Linked DNA regions of Mus musculus: region 1 is linked to region 2. Evidence: chromatin contacts called from public promoter capture Hi-C data. All regions are on one chromosome and are shown on one strand. Each heading gives the region's core, a stretch centred on a gene start, on an enhancer-like site or on the middle of the called end of the contact. The rest is flanking DNA. Distances are from core to core; before and after follow the strand shown. Region 1 holds the start of Aqp7 (aquaporin 7). Region 2 holds the start of Spink4 (serine peptidase inhibitor, Kazal type 4).

What was found. Promoter capture Hi-C pulls out the DNA fragments that hold promoters and counts their contacts.
Region 1: a contact with region 2 is called in a promoter capture Hi-C map of embryonic stem cells, with 2.1 times the contacts expected there. The contact joins the promoter of Aqp7 here to the promoter of Spink4 in region 2. A contact is called at or near these places in 5 of 39 promoter capture datasets (cranial neural crest, embryonic stem cells, stem cell-derived epiblast-like cells and 1 more), 4 of 484 Hi-C or Micro-C datasets (the G1E-ER4 cell line, centrocytes and embryonic stem cells) and 3 of 9 other capture datasets (adipose tissue, liver and pancreatic islet).

Annotation. Positions count from the first base shown.
Region 1 is chr4:41,045,620-41,049,675 of GRCm38.p6, forward strand. It overlaps Aqp7 (aquaporin 7), which reads right to left and starts at 2,517. Exons shown (of 8, transcript NM_007473.4): 1 at 2,254-2,517; 2 at 765-903.
Region 2 is chr4:40,917,931-40,921,960 of GRCm38.p6, forward strand. It overlaps Spink4 (serine peptidase inhibitor, Kazal type 4), which reads left to right and starts at 2,126. Exons shown (of 4, transcript NM_011463.2): 1 at 2,126-2,225. The coding sequence starts at 2,165.

The DNA of each region.
Region 1 (4,056 bases), core at 1,267-3,766, 130 kb after region 2:
AGACTGAACAGGCAGGAGGGGTGTACCAATGTGGCCACTTTGCAAAGGGGGTAGGCAGGGAACTGAAAGTGCAATCTGTTTTGGGGAGGAGGCAGGGTCTGGGGTAGATGGGAATCAGAGCTCAACTGTGTCTGTCTCTCTGCAGAGCTTGGGGTTAGGAACAGTGGGGGAACTCTGCCCATGAGGTTTGGCAAAATCTGATGCTGGGCTCTATAAACAGCACAGAAGCCTGAAAACAAAAACCAGGTTCTTCAGAAGGTGGGGGAGGGGGTCAGCAAACGCACCGGGCTTCTACAACCAGGCCAGCAGAGAGGTGCTTGGAAGTGAGTGGGTGAAGGAGCAATGAGGAGGAGAAAAGGAGAGACAGGGTCTCACCTCCCCAGGACCCTCAGTGCCAGGCCCACAGATGTGCGCGATCACTGGTTGAATAACCTACCAAGAACTGGGCAATCTATTTCTCTATCCTAACCAGATTGACGCCAAAGCCTTCCTAAGGAGTCTGACACTTGATAAACTTTTGTTCAATAAAAGCTTTGTTTGATGGATAGACAGATGAAAAAATGAGTTTTAGACACCGGTGTTCGTTAGGTGGTACAGTGCTGGCGTCTGGGGAAGGTGCTGGGTCTCGGGGATGAAGAGGAACAGGACAGGTGTGGCTAGGTGGGCCTTGGGGAAAGAGGGGTGGGGAGACACAAAGCCTAGGTATTTAAGGTATTAGTGCCTAGATGAGAGCCATGGCGGAGAGGGAACATTAAGGACGTTACCCTTGACTTCTGGCTGGAGCCGAGGAGAAGGGGACCCCTGTCTGAGCTGAGACCCACAGGAAGACGAGAGAGGCTGGAGGTGCAGTGCGGAGATGGTAATTTTCACCCGGCGTCGAGTTGCTGGTCTTATGAAGTAGGTCTAAAGCCAAGAAGGGAGACATGGCTGAAAGAGCAAGGTTGCCAATGCAGAGGGAGCCGCTGGGTCCAGTGAGAGGGCACAAAGGGCGAGCATCTGTATTCTCGTGGCACTCAGCAATGAGTTGGATAGGCATGCTTGCCTGAGAGGGCAGTGAGGACTACAGAGGTCTAGAAGGGCACTAGGAATGCATCAGCTGCCACTGCACAGGGAGTGGGACCGGAAGTACAGTTGTCTCGGGAAGCCTGACTGAGGGGCCTCTTTGGAAATGAATGGAAAGGCTGAAGGAGTAGCCATGTGGGTAAATATAGGGAGAGAGCTCCGGGAAAAGGGAAGAACTGTTGAGGGAGTCTGAGCATGTGTACAGAAAGCAACTGAGGACAGCGCACGGCTGGAGAGCCGGGAGAGCAAGACTTGGAGCGGAGGCTTGAGGAGGTAAAGAGATCAGGACCCTGACTAGTGCAGACTCTGTCATCACCAAGAGTCAAAGGCGATGGATTTGGGTCAGCTAGTTGCCATTTACACGGGGCAGACAGAGCCTGCTCACCAGCCCTGTATCCTCAATCCAGATCTTCAGAGCGTCCCTTAACCTGATATCGGCCATTGTTTTCTGAGTTTTAGACTCTGTGGTACTGGAGAGGAACCACCTAGGGCTGAGTGAGAGATTCAGAACTTGGAGAGAAGCAATCAGGACAGCGCTATCCCAAACCCAGGCAAGCTGGAGGGAGGAGGGAAGAGGGAGGAAGGTGAGAATGCCTCAAGCAATGTGAAAGTGTCCTACCCCCCCCCTCTACTCATGCTACCCCAGAAACCTGGACCTCAAGACCGGGGCTCCTCAAAAGCCCTCTTGGCCTCCCCAAGTCTGCCATCTACTTAGCTTTGGATAACTAACGTTGTGCTAAAGTTGACTCTCCCACCTCTCTGAAACTTACCCTCTAGTCCATCCTCCTCTTAGACTGCCAGGGTAACTCCTGACAGTTGCCCCCAGACAGGCGCTACCCGATTTTCTCTGGATGAAGCATCAATTTATATCCCTAACCTTAAAGTGCCTGAGGAAGATGCCATCAGCAGACCCATCTCTGACCTGCCTCACTTCTGCCCAGTCTGTTTGCTCTCCTCTCCTCCCTCCACGGTGCAGCCCAATGCACCCTCCCACCCTCTGCTCCACTCAGCAGCTATGATCCTGCCACATCCAAGTGACAGCCAATCTGTCCGTGTCACACGGCCACACAGGGCTGAACCAGGACAGAGAGTCATACTCCAACTCCTGGTGAACTTTCTTTCCCAAACACCCCCTGCTGGGCTTGCCCCAAGGAGGCTCCCCTGTCCCAGACTACCCGCAGCCCCGCTCACTCTCTGAAGTGCTCTGTGTCTTTCAGCCTCCGTCTCACAGCTGGTCTTGATTCCGTTTCTCTATCAGGGAGGCAGACTCAAGCTGCAACTGAACTGTAGCTCTGCGGTCTCCGAGTCCTCACTTGAGCCTGCCTCTGGGCCCTCCCCAGGGTGGCTGTGAGTTCTGTTGTGCTTCTCCAGGGGAGAGGTCAGTAGGGCAGGGGTTTGGCCCATGCCACTTAAGCCAAGTCCATACACACTGCCCAAAATAGCATCTCTGTTCTTACCAGTAGCACCATGGAGACTGAGTTCTGAGGCAGCCCTTGTGAGGTCAGAGGTGGAGTTCCAGGTGTGAATTCTGGGCCTCATAGTCCCAGAGGAAAGGCCAGTACTACATGCCAAGTGTCTGGCTTATCTCTAAGACCAGAGCCAGAGGTAGCCTGCAGAAGGCCACAGAGGTTCCTGAGACCCAGGCTATAGAGAAAGCTGTGTAGATGGAGATGTACATAGAAGTTTCCAGAAAGTAACAGAAAGGTGGAAGAGGTGGAAGGACTGGAAAAACAATTCTGGGTCAGTCCTCAGAGAGCCCTCCACCTGAAGCAGAGGGAGGAGAGTTAGGCCCTCTCCTCAGGGGTCCCCATCTGGGAGAAGAGGAAAAAAGCCAGACCTGGTTTCCTGCGGCCCCCATTCCAGGTCCTGTCTTCTGGACACTGCCTATCTTAGGAAAAGTATGCCCAAGGCTCTATGAGAAAAACCAGGCTAGCCCAGCACGGGGCTGTTGGCTCAAGGCAGCCGTGGGATCTCAACTATGGGGGTGAGGTCAGAGGGAGCTGAAGACCACCTGCAGCCAAATGGTTTGTCTGGGTTCAGGGGCCCGGTGGGGCCAGGAAGAACAGGCAGGCATGCACGTGTCAGCAGGGGCTGCAGTGCCAAAGCATGAGGGTGGGTGCCTGTCATCGAGAGGTGGGTGATAGGCAGGAAGCCCAGGGAGACGCACACAGTACCTCGATGGGAGAAGTTATAAGATGTGGTTGTCCAAAAGCCTTGTATGGGAGTGAGACTGTCTTCTAGAGATCACTGAACAGGGTGTCTGTAGCCTGCACCCATGAGGCAGAGACAAGAGGAATACAAGTTTGAGCATAGCCTGAACTGCCTAGAAAACTCAGGCCATCACTACACAGAAATCCCACCATTGGAAAGCAGGGGAAATGAGGTCAGACTGGTCTACAGAGTGAGTCCCAGGCCAGACAATGCTCTACAGTCAGAGTCTGACTCAGAGACGAGAGTCACATGCCTACAACCGGGAGTTCAAGGTCATTCTCCACTACATAGTAAGTTTAGACTAGACAGCCTGGGCTATGGCTATATGAAACCCCAGCTTTATTTTATTTCAAGGTAGGGTTTTTGTTGGTTTGTTTCTTTGTTTAGTCCTAGCTGTCCCTGGAACTCACTTTGTAAAGAACCCTGGCCTCAAAGTCAGAGGCCAGCCTCTGGAGCTGCCTCTCTGCCTCTGGAGCACTGAGCTTGAAAGGCGTGGCCACCACCCTGCAGAGGCCTGTTCTCACACACACACACACACACACACACACACACACACCCCACACACACACACCTCCATTCAAGTGAAACCACTATTGCTGTCACTAAACAATTTCAGGGAGTCGCCAGTATGGGCAGACTTAAGAAAAGTAGCTTAGGGGCTGGAGAGGTGGCTCAGAGGTTAAGAGCACTGACTGCTCTTCCAGAGGTCCTGAGTTCAAGTCCCAACAACCACATGGTAGCTCACAACCATCTGTAATGAGATCTGATGCCCTCTTCTGGTGT
Region 2 (4,030 bases), core at 876-3,375:
TGTTGTGTGTACACGCATGCCGTTGGGGGTTGGGGAGGGGGGTGCTTGTAGGCCAGAGGACAACTTTGTAAGTCTGTTCTCTCCTATCTTTGTGTGATTCCTGGTGTTGATCGCAAGTTCTCAGGCTTGGGCTCCCAGTGTGTTTGTTTATCTATGAGCCACTTCAACATTATTTTTGATTCTTCATTGTAATCCAAGATGGCTGAAACAGCTGGCGGCCATCATCCTACCTCAGTCTCATAGGCACTGAGATGGCAGAGATTTGCCTCCATGGCCAGGTCAACATGTCTTTCTTGTTATGTTCTCTTGAGAGGAGGTTACAGGGTATGGGGGCTAAGCCATAGAGTATGTAAAGTGTGCTGTCATTTTTGTTTTGTTTTGTTTTAGATCTCTCTTATGTGTTTGGATGTTTTGTCTGCAAATATGCATGTGTACTATGTGTGTCCTGACGAAGTCAGAAGAGGGCTTCAGATCCCCTGGAATTAGAGTTATTGATGGTTGTTAGTCATCATGTGGGTGCTTGGAATTGAACCTGGGTCCTCTGCAAGAGCATTCAGTATTCTTAGCCACTGAGCCATCTCCCCTATATGGCGTAATATAATGTGATATAGATATAGATAGTATAGATATATATTGATATATATTGATAGATAGAGATATATATATTGATATTGTCAGTCAGTTGTCCCCACTTCATGGTATCAAAAAAGGAGGTAGAGGTGACAGGCTCGTCAGGATCCAAGTTTAGTTCCCAGCACCCCTATGAGATAGCTCAGTCACCTGTAACTCCAGCTCCCGAGGATCTGATGCCCTCTTCTGAGCTCCACGGGCATCTGCACTCATACATGTGCAAACCCACACACAAGCACACAGACACATATGTAAGAAAAAAATGTTTAACACATTAAAAAAAAATAAAAGCAAGTTTTAGGGGCTGGAGAGGGCTTGGTTAAGAGCGCTTGTTGCTTTTGCAGGGGATCTGGGTTTGGTTGCCAGCACCGACCTGCATAGGGTTTTACAGCCAGGGGATCCAGCACCCTCTTCTGTCCTTTGAAGGCACCAAACATACGCATGGTGCCCACATATACATACAGGCAAAACACTCATACTCATAAAATAAAAATAAATCTTTTTTTTTTTTCGTTTTTCGAGAGGGTTTCTCTGTATAGCCCTGGCTGTCCTGGAGCTCACTTTGTAGACCAGGCTGGCCTCGAACTCAGAAATCCGCCTGCCTCTGCCTCCCGAGTGCTGGGATTAAAGGTGTGTGCCACCATGCCCGGCAAAATAAATCTTAAAAAATCCTTTTAAAAAGCTTTTCGGGGACTGGAGAGATGGTTCAGTGGTTAAGAGCATTGACTGCTCTTCTGAAGGTTCTGAGTTCAAATCCCAACAACCACATGGTGGCACAACCATCTGTAATAAGATCTGACACCGTCTTCTGGTGTGTCTGAAGACACCTACCATGTACTTATATATAATAGTAAATAAATCTAAAAAAAAAAGAATTTAAAAAAAAGTTTTTCAAATTAGTTCCCTTTACCTTATTCCGCACTGTCTGCCGTCTCCACCACTGTCCCCAGGGGAGCCCTAGGATAGGAGCTGAGCCAGAACTATCACCTTTGTGTGGGCTCCTGTCTCAATACGTTGAACGGGAACTGGGGTTGATCAGCAGAAAAGCGTTTGCCCAGGACTGCCAAGACACAAACTCAGTCCTCAGCAGGAGAACCAAACACTTATGTGAGGTCCAAAGTGGCCGAGGCATCCATGACTCTCTTCCCCTCTCCCTGTCTCCTGCTGTGCCCCCTACTTTCATCCCCTGTTGTCATCTGTTTCTGTGTTTCTCTCTGCTTCCTCTCCCTCCCACTTCTTGCTTTAATAGACACATGGTGGCAGCTTTGCAACCTGTCCAAACCCTTTTTGCTTGCTCTGGACACCTGCCAGCCCCAGCTCTGCCCTAGGGCCCAGCGTTATATCACCACAAAGTCAGCTTTGAGCCTTGAGCAGGCCCTTCCCAGGTGTCAGGATGAAGAGATTAACGGGGTGACACTGTAGCTGCCAACTGGTCACAGATAAGATAAGAGTGGAGATCAGCACAATAAATAGGTCCCAACCTCACTGTCAGCCCGGCCCACACTTGACTGCAGTCACATAGCTCACAAGCAGCATGGCTATGCATCTGTGGCTGGTCACCCTGACCTTGGTTCCCCTCCTTGGCATGGACAGGGGTGAGTGGGCAGAACTTGGTCTCTCTGAAGCTTGATCTTAGGGGGTGAGCTTGGGTGTGGGGGCAGAGGCAAGGCCAGGAGCTTCCTGTGAGGCCTGGCCTTTCTGCATAGCTCTTCTGTCTGTATTCATCCTACCATAGTAGGCAAAACACTGGGAGAAAAGGGATGGGTTCAGTCCTGACTCTGGACCAGAACCTGCCAAGTTCTCATCCCTTGAGTCTGTAAAGTAGGATGCCATTTCAGTTTGAAGATGTCTTGAGCAATTATGGACTGGAGGCTGAGAAGATAGAAGGAACAGTCAGGCCCCAGGTTGACTGTGGGGTGGTGAGTGCTAAGAGAGACTTGTTCCAGGCCCTCAGGGCCCTGTTCTGTTTTGACAAGGTGCAGTAGGGGACCCAAGACAACCACTTAAGCATATAGTGGGGGCCTTGGGTGGTTAGACATATACCAGAGGTGGACTTCCTCAAGGCCAGGAGCATCTCAGCAGTCTCGAAACTGCTGTCAGATACTTTTCTTGTCCTTTAACATAGAAAGGAGCAGAACAAGAAAAGCACCGTCCCTACAGATCTTAAACTTGGTGTGTGGGTGGGTGATAGACAATGAATAGTGTACAAGAATATGGCAAAGGCTAAGAAAAGCATGGAGCTGTGTGATGTGGGTTGGGAGGGAACTGCAGTGTTAAATCAGGGAGGGGGTGTCTCTTAGATGCAGGTTTGGGGAGAGCTTGAAGAAGGTGAGGGGGTGAAGGTATTTTGGACAAGAATGTTCTGGTGGAGGAACCAGCCAATACAAGGGCCCTGAGGTAGAAGCATGTTAGAGTGTTTGAGGTGCTGTGTGGCTGTAGGGGGGTGAAGGGCATGGTACAGAGAAAGAAGACAGGAGAGGAGGGGAGGGGGATGGAAGGAATGGAAAGGTGAGGTGGGGAGAGGCAGCTGAGAGCTATGTTAGACAAAGTCTTGGGAGCCAATGTGAGAACCTTTTCCTCAGAGTGAAGTGGGAGCCAGTGTCAGGCTTGGAGTGGAGTTAAACCTTTAAAGAATGTTCTAGCTTGTATGGTGAGGACAAACAGAACAGGGAAGCAGAGAAGCCCATTGGGATGAAGTAGGCAAGAGTCACATTATAAAGCAGTGTGCAGCAGGACCGTAGGGCCATTGACTCCATGCCCCACACTGCACTGCACCTCGTGCTGGTCACATCTGGGAGCTGGGTGATTAGGAAGGAGCCTGCAGTCTCTGGTCAGACACAGGCTGCCTTCCCCCATGCCTGTTCCCCATTTCCCAAGCACCTCCTCCTCCAGTGGGAATGTTAAGCAGCCTGCCTTGAAGGTCCTTGTACACATTTCAGATTCCAGCCTTGGTTGAATGATGAAGGGTGCACCTGGGTCAAGGCAAGGGTGCCTGGGGTTAAAGACAATGTTTCACACCCCTAGGAAGCAATTCTGACTGTGTAAGGTTCTGGATTCTCCCGCAACACACTTCAGGGCTCAATTCCTGAATATTCACTGGATGAGGCATTGATGGGGAGTCACAGGGAGCCCCAAGAAACACGAGTTCATAGGGAGGCAGGGGTGGCCCAGTGAGTGAGACAACATTTGTCTTTGTGACAAAGCTCAAATCCAGGTTTTTTCAAGGAACTGTGGGGGACCACTGTAGGGAAAGCTTCTGAGCCTTGGGAGGATGCATGACCACATAGGAGGAGACTGGGGGTAGGGCCTAAGATGCTATGACCTCATAGAAGGAGACTGGGGGGTGGGGCTTGAGATGCTATGACCTCATAGGAGGAGACTGGGGGTGAGGCATCTCAGG